Regions from separate parts of the Danio rerio genome. Here region 2 is linked to region 1. A link is a contact called in public Hi-C data. All regions are on one chromosome and are shown on one strand. The core of a region is the stretch at or near the end of the contact, and the rest is flanking DNA. Distances in the headings are between cores, read along the strand shown. Region 1 overlaps pip4k2aa (phosphatidylinositol-5-phosphate 4-kinase, type II, alpha a). Region 2 overlaps pkd1l1 (polycystin 1 like 1, transient receptor potential channel interacting).

Region 1 (4,432 bases), core at 1,921-4,420:
GAAAAAATAAGTGGCTTATGTGTGAAAGCTGGCTGTTATTTAACAGAATGTTTCATTTTATTAATATTATTTTCATCATCTGACTCTATAGACGTGGTCAGCCTATTAGATTGTGAAAACAGCTTAGATGATTTTAGGTTTAGGAATAACATGCATGGATGATCAGAAACATAAGAAAACTAAGTGTTATGTGGAAAAATAAGTTTTAGTATCGCAAATGCCGAGTTCAGACTAAATGATGACTTTTCACCGACGTTTCACCGAAGTTTGAGAAATCGCTGACAAATGCCTGAAATCACAGGCAAATCAGTGCTCGTTCATGTGAGTGACAATCACACAGTCAGATCTGAGAGAATCGCAGATGAGTCGCTGACACCTGTGAGATATTTGGCGTGCTAAATATCTGGAGCTGTCCGCGATTCAAATCATGCCATGTGAAATGTGCTCTGACTGAAAGTAACATCAACAATTACCTACAGCCAATGAGAGAGCAGCATCCACTAGTATGGGTCTCTGCAGGCCAGATGGAGTGTTGGGGAGAAATTACAAGGGCTTCTTTTCGGTCTATTTGGACTTCGGAATGGAGGAAAAGCTAGTGGAAATTTAGCAGGAGAACCCATGTCTGTTTGATGTGTCATCTGAGAAATACCACAACCAGCTCCAAAAAGAAAAAAGTTTGAAAATTGCTACTTCCCTTTAAAAATGTCAGGTGAGCAAAATAAGTACATTTTCTACCCCACTAAAGGCTTCTTTCTCATTAGATAGTTCATAACACAAGATATTCTACGTAACCTTTTCCATGTCACTTCTCACATGTGTTTGGTTGTGAGATGTAGTTTGTGGACTGAGACAGAGTTGTCGGCAGGGCTGGCGCATCCATAGAGGCTACCTAGGGGACTGTCTAGGGCGGCAGAATAAAGAGGGTGGCGTCCGCTACACCTCCCTCAACACCTGCGTCCTCAGTTATGTCCGCGACACCTCCCTCACCCCCCGCCGCCTCAGTTATATCCGCCCCTTGGGCGGCAGAATAAAGAAGGCGGTGTCCGCAGCACCTCCCTCAACACCCGCTCTTCAATTTGATAACCGGTAATTTCTGTTTGCACTGTCGGGTTGAGGGCGGCGTGATCGTCCTTTGCCTAGAGCTTGCTGAGGCCCTGGTTGTTGGTGATTCTTCCTATAGTAAAGTCATGCAGTGTGTCAAACACCCGGTCGTCAATCCATCTTGCCACTAAAACACAGCGTTGACGAAATGCTACCAAAGATAGACACGCAGTGTGAAAACATCCGAGACATGATTACTTTGAAAATCGTGCTGTCTGAACTCAGCATTACAGAAGAGCAACATCTAAAGATTTGCCAAAATGACCAGGCAAATAATGCTGTGAAAAGTTAGACACTAAGCATAATCTTGAAGGACATGATGCATGTAAGGAGCATTTACAAAAGTTGTTTTGGTAATTAAATGTGGTTTGCTTTGTTGTAAAGCTATGGCATATGTCAAAAACAGAGGAAGGCCCCATTAAGACAACACATTAGCTCCACTCACTGTCATGGCTTTTGATGGCATAGACGTCAATATTGGGGTCGAAATCTCCCGGCGAGAGTGGTTTAGTGCTGTCCAGAGTGTTACTGGGACTGTCAGGAGGAGTGCCCACAATCCCTCCATCACTCTCTCCTTCCTCCTCTCCCTCATTATCCTCGCTCTCTACTTCCTCTTGTTCTGCCCTCTCAACGTCATGGATCCCAACCAGCAGGCTGTAGTCCATCAACTTCAACAAGGCTAGGAACTGAACGGAGAGACGAGGGAGGAAAAACAGACAACAGATTGAGGAAGTGCACAAGACAAATGACTCATCTAGTGCAAAAGCAAATCCTGAATTTTTTACCTCCACATCCTTTTGAAGCTTATTGAGGAAGATTTTCTTGCTCTCGTCATCGATGTATATTTTCTGTCCGTCGTTGATAAAGTCATTGTCTTTGTACGTAGGCAGTTCTTTAGCCTGCTTGAAAAAAGGGACAGTGTTTAGCCGATTATGCTCACACTCGCAGACTCTTAAGTGCTTCATCTTTAACATTCAAACAAATGCAGTAATATGATGTAGCGCAGCAGGGGGTGCTATAGATTCACAAATAAGAGGCTGTTCACTGTGTTCAGCTGCGTGTAGTGTCAAGAGACCCACGAATGAACAAATGAGGGAGCTGGCAGATTTAGCTGGTCTACATTTGTATATAGAGATAATCAGAATGGCCTACAAAGGAAATGAATAGAGTTAAAGATGAATGTAACCGGTAAAAGATTGTAAAGGTATAAATAACCTTGGATAGAAATATGGTTTCGAAGTATCACGGTATTGAGATTACTGCTCTAAAATATGTTGTTTTTAACTTTAAAACAACTTTTCCCCCTCTTGAACACCATCCTCCGGTTTCACAGACAAGGCTTAAGCCTAGTCAGAGACTAAAATGTTTCAACTGAAATAAAATAGCACTGCTTGATTTTTAAATATATAAGTGTTTTTGTTTTGTCTCAAGATGCACACCAGTAATGTTTTTTTTCTAAGCATGTTTACAAAAATTACTTAAATGTCCTAAATGAACTATGGCCCAATCCTGGCTAGTCTAAGCCCTGTCTGTGAAACCAGGCCCATATCTTTTATTTTAAGATACATTTGAAATATTTTGGAACAGTAGCTTCTGATGTGGAGGATCCTATTCATCTGGAGAGTTGCTACTGTTGCATTAAAAACTAAATAAAATAGTTGTAAAAAGACAACAACAACAACAAAAAAAAAAAACACATATACCATTTTTGGCGGTTTTAAGTCCTTGAAAACCTTTTTCAAACCACATTTAAACTTGACAACTGTAACTGTCCCATGCCTACATGTAACTACAAGGCACTGAAATGAATATAAATGTAGTGTCTCAGCTTTCAATAATAACACTTCCATGTAATAACCTTTTATGGCTCATTCAAACTATTGAAAAGAATTGCAGGCAATTATTTCTCCTCCATGGTGATTTAAAGCTTGAACCTACTCTAGCGATTCTTTGTAATTTTGGTACTGTTGCTTCAGACTCCAGTGCAGTTTTCAATGGACTTTAACAGCGTTGAACATTTGCAGATTTCACAACTTTCAAGTGCAAACATACACCTATGTTGTTGTGAAATCTAGGTCACTGATAGCCAAAGTGTGTCCTGTTGGTAGGGTGAAGAGCTTTAGGGGAGGGTCTGGTGAGGAAAGTGCATTTAAAGTGACATCAGATAACACGAAAAGTGAACAGACATCCAAGGGAGGGCAATGATTAAATGTTGTGAATCAACTAAAGATTAACACACATACTGGCTTTATTCAATTTCAGAAAAGTGACAGCTATAAAGACACAAAAACACAACAATTTTCCATTCCAATTTTTAACATACTAAAACTGCGCGAGTTATATTTCAGACACAATCTTCTCTTTATTTTTAGTTTCGCTGGAGAAAAAAACCCATTTCAAACTAAACAGATCATTTGTACATCTTAGCTCGTTTCTTTCATACATGTATATTGTAAACAAAATAAGTGAGCCAATGATTCAATCGTCAATTCAAAATGAATGCCACTTGCTTAGTAATTCTGAATGAATCATAATGTCATATTCATGCATGACAGACCAGCCAGGGTACAGTCACAAAAACACTGTGCGGTATATGGTTGAATATCTTGTCAATATCACACATCTCAAGTATGAATGAGTTTTATTGTGCCAGATTCATCTAGTCATGCTTTTCAAAACAGGACACTCCAACCAAAATGGTTGATAAGAAGTCACCAAGCCTCTTACTCAATATTTTCTCATTTCAGCCAATACCCTCCAAACTCATATCACAACATTTTATGAGTCATTCATTTCCTGATAAGTAATATCCAGTGAATATTCTTAAATATGACACATCTTTAAAGTAAAATCACTTGCAACATAGTTTACCTTTAATATATCTTTAAAGTATTCATTTTAGATCCTTTAAATACAAACATACCTTTTAAAAAAGGTACCATCCAAGAAAAATAGCTTGCACCTTTATTTCTTAAAGTGGACGTCAGATTCTAGGGCTATACTGACATTGTAAACACTCAAATATCTGACAAAAACTAAATAAGAAAAAATAAAAAATAATCTATGTATAAAATTATTTGCTGTAAACCTTTTCTATAGTGACTGCCAACATACCATGGCTTGAGAGGAGAACTGTAAACCCGAACGAGAGGATAATTTGAGGTGCAATTATGGAGAAACAGCTCTAGCTTAAAAAAAGACTGTATAAGAAAGCTATACTTTTGAAAAAAACTACTTCAAAGAATAAATTTGTATAAACAAGTACAGGTGCAGTTAGAAAAAAATGGGTGTATTTTCAGAAAACCCAACCAAGGATGTGAAGAAAATAACC
Region 2 (4,314 bases), core at 45-2,544, 200 kb before region 1:
ATGAATAAAGAATAAAAATAATAATAATCTCTTAAAGTGTCCACCCCTGTCCCCCAAATAAATGTTTAAAACAATTCATAAAATGTAAAAAATACAGTGTATAAAGTATACATAAGTCAGAAATACCTCTGCTTTAGTCTATGCCTTATTTGAATGTCTAATAGGTATGAGAAAAGATAGAAGTAAAATGTCTTTATTCTTTAACCTTTTGATATTTCGCTCAAAATATTACCAAAAGAAAAACATCTCAGCATCACTGAGAACAAACAACTACAAGCACAAAGTTGTTAAATATATGTGTGAATTTGGGAAGTATGGTAAAATGTATGGTAAAAAAGTATGGTAAAATGTCAAAAAAATTGATAAACATTTCCAAATCACGGCAAAAGAGGACATGTGCTTGTCTTTATCACCAATAGGAGGTTCAAGAAGCCAAAAAAATCCCCAAGAACCACAGCAGGAAGCATTTTTGGGTCATTGATATCAAAAAAAATTATATTTTTTCATTCATTCATTCATTCATTCAGTTGATGCCCTTCCATCTACTGGGAAACATCAATACACAGTCATTCACACTCATACACTACGGCTAATTTAGCTTATGCAAAATCCAGAGGAAACCCACGCGAACATGGGGAGAACATACAAACTCCAGACAGAAATGCCAACTGACCCAGTCAAGACTTGTACCAGAGACCTTCATGCTGTGAGGCGACAGTGCTAACCACTGAACCACCGTGTCAACCTAAATGATTTTTTGTAACTTTTTAAAGCTTCTATAGGCTCTAGTCTTCGACAGGTAGTTGTTGTTTTTTTTGTTAATATTCTGAGCAAGAGATTAAGCAATAAATACATTTTTGTCACCTCCTTCTTGCTCATATTTACCGATGGTACCAATATTATGGAGGAAAGAACAAAAAAGACCTAAATCATACATCACATATACTAATAGTCTAAATGAATGCATCCAGTAGCTCCAATATGTAACTCTGTGGCAGACCGTTTCAGGCAGTCTGGGATTTCTGACCTTGCTGACACGAAACACCAGAGACACCAAACCCCCCGCCGGCATCACAGCCAGAGCACTGCACACGCCTGTTAACATGCTGACCGCCGGAACATCAATGAGTCCTGTCTCTGCAAAACACTGCCCAGTGGTGCACAGTGGAAAACAAAAGATACGATTCAATAAAGTGTAAACGAATCAAACAACATCACACACATGTTGACGCAGTGTTTGTTGACATGTATTGATTTCTGTGTTGAACACCTGTTCTTCCAAAAGATTTATGAGCAGCGTGTTGACACACATGTAGCCCTGCAGGAGCAGCAGACACACACTCAAACGCTGGGTGTGTGTGTGAGAGCTGGAAGATGGACGGCTGTACACGGAAAACCATGGGTGAAAGTCCTCCAGATATTCTGTCAGCTTCAAATATAGAAGCTTTTGCAAACACAAACAAACACACAAAATACAGTTTGTTGAGAAGCTTTAGCAAATACACACACACACTCAACAAAACTTGATTGTTGATCATATATTCAATATATATAGCATTCTAGAATATATTTGAAAAAAAGGATTGGAAAATTAATAAGACTTTAGTTTTATTGCTGCATTTCGTACATTTTTCTTTACATTTTTAAGTAAATGATAATAATACCAATAATAAAGTTGCATTTAATTGGAAAATACAGTAAAACAATTACTGTTATAATAGTAATTGTAAATACTATTACAATTAATATTGTATATTTTAATATATTTTATATTGTAATTTATACCTGTGATATGGGAGAGCAGGGACAAAAGTAGGGACGAAAGTAACAAAAAATTTATTTTCTCAAAGCCCTGAAAACATTTGCTTTCCACTCTATAACAGCACATTCAGCATGCAACTCTTGATGGAGCTGCCAAATATCACCTGATTTCTGGACCGTGTCCCACGTTTAGGTCTGAACTTCAGTTTTAAGTGGAAAAACTAAATGATTGTAGCAGTTATTATCTTTCTCATTATTACAAATTGTGTTTCTCTTTTCATACATCACGGTAATGATCAATCTACATGTTATTTAGTGCAATAACACATCCTTAAGTTTGCATTGTCTAGGTTTTTCAGTTTAAATCTATTTTAAAGGGCAAGGCTTCCTGCAGGGACAAAAGTAACCCTGTTATTTATGTCTCACTCCTAATAGCCGAACCTTATTTTTCACTTCCACATTAGAGTTTTCAGTTTTTCGATTTATATGTTTTATAACATTATTGCATTTTGCATTACATTGTTAAACATTGTAAAAAATTGTAACGCATTGCATTGTCTGATTGCTTTTGAAACATTTGATGGAGCTGAAATTTAAAATGAAAATGCAGTTTAATCTTTTTTTTTTTTTGCACAAAAAAAGGACAAAATATGGTTGTAGTTAACATCAACAGTATACTTAAAATAAACAAGATTGGAAAGTAATTCCCGGTTTTAAAAAATATCCATACACCAGACACTTGAAAATATAACAAAACACAACCCGACAAAAAAAAGGTCATTAAAATCTATTTTTTATTACTTATAATTAGATAAGCTTAATTCAAACACTGACAAACTTAGGAAAGAGTGGAAGAAGGAGCTTAATACAGACATATCAGATAAGTCATGGGAAGATTATCTTTCCAAAATTCATGATTGTTCTATCAACCTGAGACACAAACTGATTCAGTTTAAAGTTATCCACAGACTTCATTTTTCAAAAGTAAAATTACATAAGATTTTTTTTAAATGTATCCTTGTTGTGAAATAAATGTAAACACTTTGAAGGTACATTGACTCACTGATTCTGGTCATACCATAAAATTAGTTCAATTTGGCAGGACGATTTTAATTGTATACCTGAAGTAAATGATTGATCTGTCATCAAAGCCAAAATTTGGCATTTTGGAGACACCTCAGAAATAGGATAAATATATATCACAGACAGTATCTTTGTGTATGATATTAGCAAAGAAAATAGTTGTACAAAATTGGAAGTCAGATTACGTGCCTGTCTTTGAAACCTGGAGTAGGAGCTTAGGTTATGTGTTGCCCATGGAAGAAATGCGATATGGGATGGCAAACAAACTAAACAGATTTTTTAAAATCAGGAACCCAATTATGTTTTATATCAGTAATGCTGACTTGTAACTCTTTATAGGTGGGATTATGTAGAGTTGTAGAGCCTACAGATTTCTTTGTATTATTTATTTTTTATATTTAATTAAAATTTTTCTCACTTATGCTTTCTGGATGATACTGTATTATGTTGTGTCCGACTGTCTGTGTACTGTGAAATGTTCTTTGTACTTTTTTCTTTTTGCTTGTTCTGTGTATGTTATTGTCTATTTTCTCATGCTAAAAACAATAAAAATATATTTTTTTTAAATTAAAATAAACAAGATTAAGCAAGTAAACTTAGCAAATATTGTTGTGCTACTTTTGTCCGTAACAGGGTAAAAAGTATCAGTGCACAATTTATGTTTAAAATGAAATTATTTTGAGGCTGCTCTACATTTGATAGACCCCCCTTATGAGTTAGTACCACAGCACAAATATATTTCTGTCTAAAACATTTTCTTTCAAAAATAGGTTTTTATAAAAGCTTTTGTCCCCGCTCTCCCCTACCAGTTGATTAAAATAACATCTTAACACCAGTTGATTAAAATAACATTAGCAACAGCCATTTTTGTTCTTATACTGTAAATGTTTAACTTGGTTCACCAGCTGCCTTGAAAATGTGAGTCAACTCAACTTATTATTTTTCAACTTAAGATGTTGAGTTTCACAATATGTTATATGTTTAACTAAAACTCAACATCTTAAGTTGAAACAGAGAATCTCTCTAAGTTAAGCTGACTCACATTTTCAAGGCAAGAAGGTTTGGAAGTTTAACAAAGTGAAATGTTTTACAGATGAATGGAGTGACTGCTTTTTCCAACATTCTGCATTCAGAGTTGTTTTGCGTTCAACAGAAGAAAGAAATGTATTTCAGTTTAGAACCATATGAGTAAATTGAGACTGAATTTTCATTATTGGGTGTACTATCCCTTTAGCTGTACATCACCTGTTTAAATGTTAGTCCCCCTTCTGAAGCAACCAGGTTCCTCTCCACTCTTCCATCTCCCTCATCAACTGCAAGCCAACACTGGCCAAGAAAGAACCAGCAGGAGCCCTGCACCAGATCTTTTACCACCACATGGCTTAAATACCAGCTGGGAGATGAACCTCCATTATCATGCCAGAGGTGCACCTTCCACACTTGACCTAGACTCTCTGGAGAGCTGAATAA

What was found. Hi-C and Micro-C count contacts between places; a contact is called where the count stands out from the background.
Region 2: a Hi-C map of embryo shows a contact between it and region 1, with 1.6 times the contacts expected there. The contact joins two enhancer-like sites. A contact is called at or near these places in 1 of 18 Hi-C or Micro-C datasets (embryo) and 1 of 4 datasets of contacts at active chromatin or transcription factors (caudal fin).

The regions. Positions count from the first base shown.
Region 1 is chr24:20,986,134-20,990,565 of GRCz12tu, reverse strand. pip4k2aa (phosphatidylinositol-5-phosphate 4-kinase, type II, alpha a) reads right to left here. Exons shown (of 10, transcript NM_001128702.1): 7 at 1,887-2,000; 8 at 1,547-1,787. All of the region lies in intron 2 of skida1 (SKI/DACH domain containing 1), which reads left to right. Among named protein-coding and RNA genes, the nearest start is that of mllt10, 24 kb to the left of the region's middle. Within about 2 kb of position 3,170, at least 10 of the 62 cell types and tissues checked have an H3K27ac peak or open chromatin away from gene starts, as enhancers often do.
Region 2 is chr24:21,180,316-21,184,629 of GRCz12tu, reverse strand. pkd1l1 (polycystin 1 like 1, transient receptor potential channel interacting) reads right to left here. Exons shown (of 54, transcript XM_073940623.1): 32 at 4,090-4,306; 33 at 1,271-1,444; 34 at 1,028-1,147. Among named protein-coding and RNA genes, the nearest start is that of pdia4, 22 kb to the left of the region's middle. Within about 2 kb of position 1,294, at least 4 of the 62 cell types and tissues checked have an H3K27ac peak or open chromatin away from gene starts, as enhancers often do.